Regions from separate parts of the Mus musculus genome. Here region 2 is linked to region 1. Evidence: chromatin contacts called from public HiChIP or PLAC-seq data. All regions are on one chromosome and are shown on one strand. Each heading gives the region's core, a stretch centred on a gene start, on an enhancer-like site or on the middle of the called end of the contact. The rest is flanking DNA. Distances are from core to core; before and after follow the strand shown. Region 1 holds the start of D930007P13Rik (Riken cDNA D930007P13 gene). Region 2 holds the start of Gpr84 (G protein-coupled receptor 84).

Region 1 (2,700 bases), core at 32-2,531:
GTTCTTCTGTCCCCACAGCCCCGCTCAGATCCTCAAGTCTCCGGGCCCTGCTCGCAGAAGGGATGGCGGAGAGCCCAGAATGGTCCTCTGCGGGGACCTGTGCCAAGCCAGGTTGCCATTTCCATTTTCATTAATTGAAGTGGCGTAATCCTGATCATCTCAGGTCAACAGTTAACTGTTGCTGGCTGGGAGCCTGTGGAGAACTGCCTATGCAGGACGTGCTCTCCTCCCTAACCTTAACCCTTGACCCTAACCTCCACGGTGCTGACTTCTTAGCTAGCTCCCCACCTCACACACATGGCCAACCTCACCTCTTGGGATTCCAGTTTCTATCCTCTCAGGAAGGCCCTCCTGGTGTCTATCTGCTATCCCGCTTGTTGTAATTGGGACTCAATTTTCTTTCTTTGTTCGGTTTAAAAAACATCCTTACAAATGCAGTTGCCTCTTGAAGCTTCCTGTGCTGTGGTTTGGGAGGACAGTATGTCGCTGAACAAAAGGTTTTGTTTTCCAACCCTGAATAGGCAAAGCAAATAGGTGGTGGTCTGGCTGAGTGTAAGAGTGAACACAGGCTTCCCTTCTTACTCAGCTTTGGGGAGGGTCTCTGCCTTACCCTATGAGGGTCATGCTTTGGCATCCTTTCTGCCCATGCTTGGCAGTGTCGCTTTGTGAGTGTCATTACCCCGGGAGAGGTCAGGTGATGTTTTGTCTTGCAGCATGAGTGTGTTAATACACATTTGTGTACTTCTGTGGTTCTAGGGACCATATTTGTTTGCCATTCTTAATCTTCCAGATGGACACTGGTATAAGTGAGTGTAGCCAATTTTTGCTGCTGCTATGTCTTTGTGCGTCTTCAGGATGTGTGTGTGTGTGTTCGTGCGTAGCCTCTTAGTTTTCAGTCTTCATAGGCTGATGTCTTTCTGAGTGTCCTCTGGCCGGGTTCAGAAGGGAGGGAGAGAAGCGTCGGAGGCAAAGGATTGGGCAGGAGGGGGTGCGTGGCAATCTGTGACTCGGAAAACAGACGTGCAGCGCGTGCGGGGCGGAGGCGGGGGCACTCTGGCCCCCAGCTCCTCCGCAATCCAATTAAATAACATTTAAATGCATAACCAGCCCGCGCGCCGATGAGGCTGGAGATTGGAGCGGGCGCGGCGGCGGGCTGCGCGGGCGGCGTTTTGTGGAGCTCAGCGATTCTGGCGGCAATTTCCCCGCGCCGCGCGGCTTTTACGAGCCCGCTCCCGGCGCCCGCCCGCTCCGCTGAGCCCGCCGCCTCCGCCCGCCTCAGTCTGCCTCCGCCCGCGCAGCCCGGCAGCGTGTGGTCCTGCTGCCCGCGCCGCCCCGCCTGTTCCTCTTCGGAGCTGTCCTGGGCTCCTTACTTCCAAAGCCTACCTACCTTAATCCTTTGGACAGAGCGCCCAGCCCTCAGTGCATTGCTGCTTTTCACCTGCTGGCTGCATCCACCTCTGACCTGGACCCCTTTTGGCCTGTGCAATTCCGCTCTATCTCTGGGTCACTGGCTCTGCACAGCTTGTGTTTCTCTCTGCCTCAGTTTACTCTCTTAGGCCTCCTGTGCCCTTTACCTTGAGCCCTTCCCTTTCCTCTTCAAGCCTACATCCTAGCACCAGAGTAAGAGGCTTGAAGGAGAGGCAGAAGGTGGTGGTAACAAGTGCATGGTTGGAAGAGGTGGCTTCTTCTCTGTATCCTTTCAGCATAGAAAGGACCGGCCTGTTCATTCAGGACCATCAGACGGCTCCTGTCCAGAAGTCCTGAGATTGATAGATGTGGGTCCATCAGCCCTGAGGTTAGTATGAAAGGGGCCACTTGCTGAAGAACCAAGAGCAGCCCCACCCCGAGATCCCTGATCTTCTGAAGACAGAATCCCAGGAAGACAGAAAGCAAGACAAGCCATTTCATGTCTTGTGTGGTACCCGACTCCCCTGTTTCATCTTCCCGTTCCCTCCCTTGCATATCTGTGTTCTGCCCCCCAACATATGGAACCTGGCATTTACCATATGCTGACGACCCAGGCAGATTTAGGGAAGATCTTTCCTGGCAGACAAACAGCAAGGGGAAACCCTCCTGCGAGCAGTCTGGCATGCTGGAGGAATGGCATTGAGGCCGGTATGGCTGGAGCAGGGAAAATAAGGAAGGGAATGAGCTGTGGCTTCTAAGAGGTCACAGAAAGCTAATCACGATCATGTGGGGACTAATGAGTCACAGCTAAACTTGCACTTCCACTCTGAATGGACAGGGAGCCATTGGAGAGTCAGGGCCTGAGAGTGATATGCATACTCCCCTTGACTACTCAATGCTGTCATGTTGAGAATGCAGTGGGAAACAAGGACGTCCAAGAGTGCACTGTAGCAGCAAGGAGAGAGTGGGGCCTGGATGAATGTTGCAGAGTCAGCTCGGGGTGGGGGTGGGGGGTGGTTGCGGTGAGTCAGATGGGAACCGTGGAAGCAGCATCATCAAGGAAAAACTAAGAGGTTTTTGTGTTGTTTTGTTTCCTACCAGTGACCAGAACATGGAACTTGTCATTACCTGGTATCATGGAATACCAAGGAGCTGGCATCAGGAGACATGCTTTGGACACATTTAGTGTGAGATGCCTGCTAAAGATCCAAGTAGAGGAGGCTCATGGGTCTTAGTTTCCTGTGAAGACTAGGCTGGCGATAGAGATTTAGGAGTCCTCAGTGATACTGGGTG
Region 2 (2,700 bases), core at 116-2,615, 160 kb before region 1:
ATTCTCATTCACCAAAATTACCAAGGCTGGCCTAGAACTCACTATGTGAGTCTGAAAAGCCTAAAGAACTGTGATCATCAACCTGTACATTCAGCCCCTGTTCCTACCTTCCATTCCAGCTCTGAGGAGGCACAGGCCAGTGGATCTCTGTGAGTTTGAGGCCAGCCTGGTCTTTATAGTGAGCTCCAGGTCAGCCAAGTCTATATACAGTAAGACCCTGTCTGAATTTATTTTTTTTAAAGATTTATTTATTTAATATATGTGAGTACACTGTTGCTGTCTTCAGACACACCAGAAGAGGGCATCAGATCCCATTCCAGATGGTTGTGAGCCACCATGTGGTTGCTGGAAGTTGAACTCAGGACCTCTGGAAAAGCAGCCAGTGTTCTTAACTGCTGAGTCATATCTCCAGCCCCTCAATTTTTTTTTAAAGATTTATTTATTTATTATATGTAAGTACACTGTAGCTGTCTTCAGACACTCCAGAAGAGGGCGTCAGATCTTGTTACAGATGGTTGTGAGCCACCATGTGGTTGCTGGGATTTGAACTCCGGACCTTCGGAAGAGCAGTCGGGTGCTCTTACCCACTGAGCCATCTCACCAGCCCTCAATTTTTTTTTTAATTGCACTTATTTATGTGGGTGTTTATAGGTATATATGTCCCACAGAACTTGTATGAAACTCAGAGAACAGCTTGCAGGAATTGATTCTTGTTTCTATAAGTCCTGGAAGACAACTCAGTCTGAGCCATCTTGCCAGTCCCTTTTTATCTGACTCCACTTCTCATATGTGCTGAAGTGTCATTTGGGACCCTCTGAGGTAACCCATCTCCAGTCTCTGAAGAGAAGAAAGGAAGTGCTGTTGTTGCTAAACAAGCCCAAGCTCTCTGGAGGCGCTGAGCATTACTTCTAACACCTGGTCTGTTTTTGACCGCTTGAGAAGTGGCCCAGTCAGATTTGGTAGTTTGTACTTATACTCACAGTGCTCAAGTGGCTGATGCAGGGGAATTTCTGTGAGTTCCATGGCAGACTGGGATAATGAATCAGACCCTATCTCAAGAGAAAAAAAAAAAAAAACAGAAGTAGTCCAGAGGATCTGACACTGTCTCGCTGTTCGACAGTTCTCAGCAATGACCTTAGAGAGGTTCTGCCTCAGAGAAAGGAAGGAAATAACATTTGGGTTTCAGGAAGGAGAGAAGAAAGAGTGAGACAACTCTAGAGTAAGTTGCAGGGGAATTTCAACAGAGAAGCTCGGACTTTAGCAGCCACGGTAAAATTAGTAGGACTAGCTGGAGGTGGGGAAGGAAGTGGCTAAGGTTGGGTAACTTGGGAGTTTCTTATTTCTGTCTAGCATGGTAGGAGGCATTATATGTCCAGCTGGAAGCCTGGCTGTCCCTAGAAAAGCTGGAAGCCTGACTGCCCCTCAAAAGACCTGCTCTTTAGGTGAGCTAGATATTGTTTACTGAAGACAAGTGTGAAAACTGGGAACCTCAGGTGAGCATACCGTGTGTGTGTGTGTGTGTGTGTGTGTGTGTGTGTGTGTGTGTGTGTTGTGCATGGTCTTATTTTCTCGATCCTCTCATTTCTCAGGTAGTCACAATCAGAAAATGTGAGGTGAGGAGAATAGTGGTATATGTATGAGGCCTGAGAATCTTTGTGAGCTAAGACCAGCCTGGCTATATAACAAGACACAGGAGAGAGAAGGGGAAAGGGAGGAAGAAGGGGGAGAGGAAGAGAGGAGGAGAGGAAGAAGGGAAGAAGGAGAAAGGAAAGAAGAGGGGGAAAAGGGAGGGGGATCAAGGAGCACAGGGCTCTTGGCTGGTCTTCAAGATCTGGGAAGTAATTAGGATGGAAGCTGCCAGGTTTATGGGGAGCATCCCACACATATTGAAGGGGCCTGAGGTTTGGAGAAACAAAATTAACACATTTCCAGAAGAGACATTTGATAAGAATTTAGAAAAGAAGTCCAAAAATGTGAAAGGAAAAGGTAGAGAGAACCTACAGGAGATAACAGGGAACTTTGAGATCAAGTGCTTTCCAGCCAAGAATTAAAGTGAGTTCTAGGAGCAGAGCAAGGGAGTTGCTTCAAAGGAAGCAACTGGAGAAGCAAGTTCTCATACCATCTCCCTTTCCTCCTCTCCCTTCAGTCTCCATCATGTGGAACAGCTCAGATGCCAACTTCTCCTGCTACCATGAGTCTGTGTTGGGCTATCGATACTTTGCAATTATCTGGGGCGTGGCAGTGGCTGTGACAGGCACGGTGGGCAATGTGCTCACTCTGCTGGCCTTGGCCATTCGTCCCAAGCTCCGAACCCGCTTCAACCTGCTCATTGCCAACCTCACCCTGGCTGATCTACTCTACTGCACGCTCCTGCAGCCTTTCTCCGTGGACACATACCTCCACCTCCATTGGCGTACCGGCGCGGTCTTCTGTAGAATATTTGGACTCCTCCTCTTTACTTCCAATTCTGTCTCCATCCTCACCCTCTGTCTCATTGCTCTAGGACGCTACCTCCTCATTGCCCACCCTAAGCTCTTTCCCCAGGTTTTCAGTGCCAAGGGGATCGTGCTGGCACTGGTGGGCAGCTGGGTTGTGGGGGTGACCAGCTTTGCCCCCCTCTGGAATGTTTTTGTCTTGGTGCCAGTTGTCTGCACCTGCAGCTTTGACCGCATGCGAGGCCGGCCTTACACCACCATCCTC

Evidence for each region. HiChIP or PLAC-seq counts read pairs in DNA pulled down with a chosen protein or histone mark.
Region 2: an H3K4me3 HiChIP or PLAC-seq map of embryonic stem cells shows a contact between it and region 1, with 12 read pairs. The contact joins the promoter of Gpr84 here to the promoter of D930007P13Rik in region 1. A contact is called at or near these places in 4 of 39 promoter capture datasets (the 3T3-L1 cell line, liver, pre-B cells and 1 more), 1 of 115 datasets of contacts at active chromatin or transcription factors (embryonic stem cells) and 1 of 9 other capture datasets (adipose tissue).

What each region holds. Positions count from the first base shown.
Region 1 is chr15:103,145,409-103,148,108 of GRCm38.p6, reverse strand. D930007P13Rik (Riken cDNA D930007P13 gene) reads left to right here and starts at 1,281. Exons shown (of 7, transcript NR_045743.1): 1 at 1,281-1,795; 2 at 2,509-2,594.
Region 2 is chr15:103,309,103-103,311,802 of GRCm38.p6, reverse strand. It overlaps Gpr84 (G protein-coupled receptor 84), which reads left to right and starts at 1,365. Exons shown (of 2, transcript NM_030720.2): 1 at 1,365-1,493; 2 at 2,147-2,700. The coding sequence starts at 2,155.